Regions from separate parts of the Rattus norvegicus genome. Here region 2 is linked to region 1. Evidence: chromatin contacts called from public Hi-C data. All regions are on one chromosome and are shown on one strand. Each heading gives the region's core, a stretch centred on a gene start, on an enhancer-like site or on the middle of the called end of the contact. The rest is flanking DNA. Distances are from core to core; before and after follow the strand shown.

Region 1 (2,981 bases), core at 168-2,667:
CAGCCCTCCCTTTCTACCTAGCAAATTGTTGGCTTAACAGTTCCATTCCGTGCAATGGCATAAAACTCCTCCTCCAGTCTTCGCCCGTTTCTTCACACATGTATACTTGGATCTGTCTTCGTGCTGGCATGGCTGTCCTGCCTTAAAGTCTGTCCTGTGAGTTGGAAAGTGTGTTCCAAAAGAGGCTCTTCTCGTGTGTCTGTGTCTGAGAATCCAGACACTGCTTCAGCCTCACTTAGTGGCTCATAAGACATTTACCTCTCAGGCTGTTCCCACATCCCTGCACCAGAATCCATGGTTCCCCCAGTGTCCTGGGACTTACCCCTGTTACAAAGCACAGCTTTGTCTTTCTATAAGATCCAGAGCAGGAATGGGTAAGAGTTTGTGTGGTGTCTGAGAGTGGGACCAAACCAGACTCTGCTTCCTTCCACCTGCTCCTCTCAAGGTCCAGTTGCTCAAAGAGAAAGATGAGGATCCATTTTGACAACTCTGTCAACTGCTGCCTTTCAGTCCCTCAGAGAGCACAACTGACAAAGAGTCGGTTCTGAGCAGTTCCCGACGCAGGCATGGCCACTAGGAAGTGGGCTCAGAGCTGTTCTGCCTGGAGCTTTCAAGGTGACCTTGTGCCTCCTGAACCATCTCCTGCCAACAGCTTCCTTCACACCCTCCAGTCTGTGTGACTGCCTTAGACTTAAGCTGACGGCAGAAGACCGACCAACCCTGAGTCCCATCGCTGCCCTTCTTAACTCTCAAGGAAGGTAAGACACTCCCTCTCTCCCAACTGCAGGCTGAGTGCCTGCACCATCAAAACCATCAGCTAGTAGCCATCATAGACTAATGAGGGTTTCTTAGAGCCAGAGACAGGACTGGACTCTTCGGCTGCAATTGAGAATGTCTGACTGGTACAGTTTTCATCCTTAATGGGAAAGGCATTCATTAAATATCCACGGCCCAGCCACAGAGATGGAACTTTGTCCCTCCACATACAAAGTCTGCTTCTCTGGGAAGAAGGTAAACGGAGGAAGCCATCCTGGGTCTAGCACTTAGAGCAATAAAATGACATAGGAATGAATTTGCTTTAAATTCCCAAAGTAAAATGCCCCCATCTTGTGCTCCCCATAAGGTTCGCTTTGTATTCAGCCTCCCTGCCCCCTGATGTTGTGATGGCCTCTTGCAGTATCCCCAAGCTCCACCAGGAAGCTGGGACAACACCTCCATAAACCCCACCTCACACTGTCCCACAGCATCCCTGTACAGAGGAGATGTAGGGTGAGGGTGGACTTAGAAAGACCCAGGAAGGCACAAGGCTCGGAGAGGAGAATGCTGGGATCCACAGTCAGTCTGCTCTCTCCATCAGTAGCCCAGTCAGGGGGAAGTTTGGGTGAGAATGTGGGTCTGTGTGACACCACATTCCATTTTCTAGTCTAGTCCTTAGCACCGAGCAAAGTACTGGGCAAAATAAGTAAATAAGTAAACACTAGGTAACTGTTTGAAAATGAGTGGATCTTGACACGGGAAGATAATGTGGGGTTTTGCGTTGGTTTTGAGTGCCCATGATGGACAAAGGTCACAATTTCACAATGCCAGAGACGTCTGAACTTGATTCATGGATGGCTATACTGTGGCTCAGAGAGGCTGAGTTTCTTAGTCGCAGAGTGAATGAGTTGTTGAGGTAAGGTTTAAAGCTAAGTCTTTCTGAGGCCTAAAGCAGTACTCTCTCCCATACCTCCCTAAGGGGGAGGATTTCACCTTGGATAATGTTGCCATCACCAGTGGCTCTGAGGAGAGGTACATACATCCCTGTAGTTCCAGAGGACAGACCCCCATAGCAGCTGGTGAGAATTACTCAGAGATGGATGATGGCTGGAGCCGGAGGATAGCACTCTGGAGCAAGTGAACAATGATCCGAAGATGCTCATAACCAGGGGTGTTGTATCCAGAAAGCCCAAAGAGAGGAGAAGCCCTTGGTCCTGCCAAGGCTGGAACCCCAGCCCCCATGTAGGGGAATGTCAGGGCAGGAAGGGGGAGGTTGGGGAGGGGGAACACCCTCATAAGAAGGGAGAGGGGGAGAGGATAGGGGACTTACGGACAGGAAACTGAAAAAGGGAATAACAATTGAAATGTAAATTAAAAAGTATCCAATAAAAGTTAAAAATTAAAAAAGCCTCGGTTTTCTCCAATGTTTTATTACAAGCCTTATTTATTGAACTCAAAGGTCCCCAAGAGAAAGTTCTCATAGGAGAGCTTTCAAATGTCACAGAGTGAGTGAGTTGTTCAAATGGAGTTCAGACAATTCAGGCAAGTTTTAAAGTAAGCATTCTTTCCATGAATAATAAGGGACACCACTGAATTTAGCAATATTGAATGCAAATGCAAAAGGAAGGGAGGGAGGGAAGAAGGAAGGGAGGGAAGGAGGGAGGGAGGGAGGAAGGAAGGAAGGAAAGAAGGAAGGGAGAGAGAGAGAGAGAGAGAGAGAGAGAGAGAGAGAGAGAGAGAGAGAGAGGGGCCAAAGAAATGCCTGCCTGGGGCAACTGGCACAATGACCTCTGAGTTACCTTTGCTGTTGCTTGTGTCAGATGCTGCCATTCTCTTGGCGGACTCTGGGCACACCCTCAAGAATGACTTAATCGTCCATAATCCTAGTGGTTCAGAAGCACAGCTTCCTCCTCCAGGTTCCGACAGGGTATTGGCGAAAGTCTGAGTTGTGGAGGAGATCTGCAGAGAACGCTTAGTGGCTCTCCAGTCAGCTTTCCCTTTCCCAACCTCAGCCAGTTGAAGAGGCCTGGGCCCTTCCACGCGTAAGTGGTTCATAAACGGGCCATAACCAGCAGGTTCTAATCTTCAATGTCATTGTTGAGGGGACCCTGAAAGAAATGGAGCCCACTGGGATCTGCAACTGAATGTTGCCTCCCTGAAATCCCATCTCTCCTTGAGTAATCCGAGCTCAGAGTCGTGAATGTTTGTCTGTGTTCGTGTTTGGA
Region 2 (2,981 bases), core at 247-2,746, 130 kb after region 1:
TAAGGCCAGTAGAGACTGGGCCCCTTTCACTTTGAGACACCAGGCAGCGCACCATTCTTAAAGAAACGAAGGAACGTGGAAAGCAGCAACTCAGCGAACAGAGAGACCCACTGTTTCCTCAGCAACTTTAGGAGCCCGGGTTAACAATCCCCTACTACAATCATGAAACTGAGGGCTCATCAAGTGCCCTCCAGTGTGTGTTTCTGCCGAATCTGCTGCTTAGCAAAAGAGGACGCCAGGCAGAGTGAGGTCGCATGGGGCTGGCACCTGAATTTTCGGTTTAGTATGGTGCCCTCAGGAGGTGCTGACCCAAGGATGGGGTTTCAGTGAAAACTGCCAAGGACAGTATTTAGCTAACATCTAAAAGCTTCCGGGAGATTTGTCATAAACAGCATTCCGAGGCCCAGTAGGTTAAAAGGCTGACATTTTGAATGTTATCTTACAAAGAAATCCAATATCAAATTATGACCTTTCTGAATTCCAATGGCTCATATAAATAATATATAAATGTTATTTTTTAAAGTACTTAAAAAAACCCAACTTCCCCCATCTATGTGAAATTTACACTAAACTTTTGAAACAGAAAGATTACTTTAAAATTTCCTTCTGGATTTCTGTAAAAGTTAACCAAAAAGATACAGCATTCATGACTATCAGAGGAAAAACTTAACGAAAACTTATTAAGGAAAAACTCAGGATGATACTTCATTTGACATTGCAACAATGTAGACTGAACTTTAAAAATACCTTTTGGTTCTCCATTTTGTCGATTCCTCATACATTTAGTGTGTCTTTAAAAACGAAAAATCTGAAGTTCCTCCCCAAATTCCAATGGTTTAAGTAGTCCAATCGATTAAAGATTTTTACTACCCTTAAAGGGAAAAAAAGTAAAGCGAGAATTAAGAGCCGATGGAAAAGAGCCGGTACACAAGAGCCCCAGAAACAAAGAAACAAAAAAATGACAAACCAGGTTTATTTTTGCCCCCCTCGAGGGCAGACAGCGCCTCTAGGCAGACCGCGCCAACAGACTGCAGTAAATTCCTCCATCAAACCCTTCTGTCACGAGACTTCAAGCAAACACAGAATCTGCAGTGACAGTCCTCCCTCACCTTCAGAGATGGCTGTAGCAAGCACCCACCTGTGCACTGATCCGGGCTGCGGACTGAGCGCACGAGCCCGGGTTCCGAAGGAGCGCACACCGAGCCTGCATCGGGGGAGATCCTGAAGTTTCTCGCCTGACACACACGTGCACAGGCTCAGAGGGAAGGACTTGGGAAGTGGCCTGAGAACAACCCTCCAATTCAGTCTCTGCGCTCTAAGCGCAGGACGGGGCATTTACAGAGAGCTTTGGGATTCGGACCTCCTTTTTTAGGCTTCTTTCAACACGCGAAGTACTAGGGCGAGGTAGGGGTTCACTAGATGCCGAAATCACCGCGACGCCAAGGCGTACGGTAAGCTGCGCTCCGGGTCCCAGGTACAGTCCCCCGTAGTAGCCCGCTTCCCGCCCGGCGCAAGCACTGGCTCCTCCTCCCTGCCAACTGCACCGCCCCTGGGAGACGCCAGACAGCATCTCCCGGTTTCCAGGGCGACGGCTCCTAGCCAATCAGTAAGCCCCGCGAAGGCCTGCGATTGGCCAGTGGTCCCCGAGGCGGGGCCGGACCTTCCGCCTTCGATTTAAAAATTTGGCGCGGAAAGCGGGACCGTAGCTGGCACCGCCCCCGAGTGCGCGGGGCTGGAGCGCGGGCGAGCCCCTCCCCCGTCCTCTGCGCGGGAGCTCGGCTCCTCCCCACGGGCCCCGGCGGGGCGGGAGGCGGGAAACGGCCGCCTTTACCCTGGCCTTCCCGGGATCCCGCAGCTCCGCCGCGACAGTCTGCTCCCTGCTCACCTGTCAATCCTCCTCCAGGGCTGAAGGTCCGGGGTGGCCCCGAATTCTGGCTGCGCGTCTCAGGGAGCCAGCGCGTCTCAAGGAGACTCGCTTAGCCCCGCCGCGCAGAGGTGGGTGCCAGAGGGCGGCACCAGGGCCGGGACTGGGGGGCCGGAGGGCGGGCCGCGGGAGCGTGGCCGTCCCGGAGCAGTCTAGCCCCCGATTTGAAATTAACCCGCTCCCGGCGCGAGCCGCTCCCGCGGGCGCGGAGCTTCCCCTCCCCCCACGCCCGCTCTCCCGGCCCGGGGCCCCGTGCGCCAATCCGCGCCTCTGCACTGCCGCCGCGGCGAATCAGACTGTAGGCACCGCCCTCCGACCCCGCCTACAACCAGACTTGGGGAAAAGTCCTCAAAAACTTTTCCTTTTTTTTTTTTTCTCTTTTCTTTTTGCAAACACCCTTTATCCGAGATCGAAGTTGGGGGGATGAAATTTGGCTTCTCCAGGGCTGGCTGGCTGGGACTCGAGGGCTCCCCGCCATCCCCAGCTTGGTGCCACGTCAACCCGTGCGCAGCCCCGGGTCTGCTCACCTGCCCTCTGGACCCTAGCGACACTTTTCCCTCTGCCACCCTTTGCATGACTGCTCAGCAGCTTCTACCCACGGCTTCCAGAAAAAAAGAAAAGAAACAAACACACACACACACACACACAAAACAAAAAACGTGTGAGGAGGAAAGAGCGGATCCCACGGCGGATCTCTGAACACGCAGGTGTGGGAGGAGGCAGAGAAGCTCAGAAAACCCGCCAAGCCTGTCCCCAGTGTCCTGTGTCTTCCAATCCCTTCTCTTTGCTCTTTCCCGCTTTTCTTCCTTTTCCTTGCTTTTCCTTTTATGAGCCTCCTGACATTGGCCTGGTATATTGAATGGGTCCAGGGAACTTTAGAGTTAGGAGACCAACTCGTCCAAAACCCTCATTTTGCAGAAGTGGAAAACGAGGGTCGGCACCCCAGCGCTGCCTTTCCGTGCTCGAGTTCTTTTGCTCCTTCCTTTGCCTTGTAGCATTTCCCCTTTTCTGATCACTCCCGGGGTCGCCTGGACCGCATGTTGCCCAACCCGCTTAC

The links. A called contact is a pair of places that touch in the nucleus more often than the background predicts.
Region 2: a Hi-C map of kidney shows a contact between it and region 1, with 4 times the contacts expected there. The contact joins the promoter of E2f8 here to the enhancer-like site in region 1. A contact is called at or near these places in 10 of 12 Hi-C or Micro-C datasets (the A7r5 cell line, Schwann cells, frontal cortex and 6 more).

What each region holds. Positions count from the first base shown.
Region 1 is chr1:107,586,039-107,589,019 of GRCr8, forward strand. No RefSeq gene overlaps it. Among named protein-coding and RNA genes, the nearest start is that of Zdhhc13, 36 kb to the right of the region's middle. Within about 2 kb of position 1,418, at least 1 of the 93 cell types and tissues checked has an H3K27ac peak or open chromatin away from gene starts, as enhancers often do. A contact at or near this core is called in kidney, where this site is marked.
Region 2 is chr1:107,718,513-107,721,493 of GRCr8, forward strand. E2f8 (E2F transcription factor 8) reads right to left here and starts at 1,497. Exons shown (of 13, transcript NM_001100580.2): 1 at 1,139-1,497; 2 at 748-871. The coding sequence starts at 762.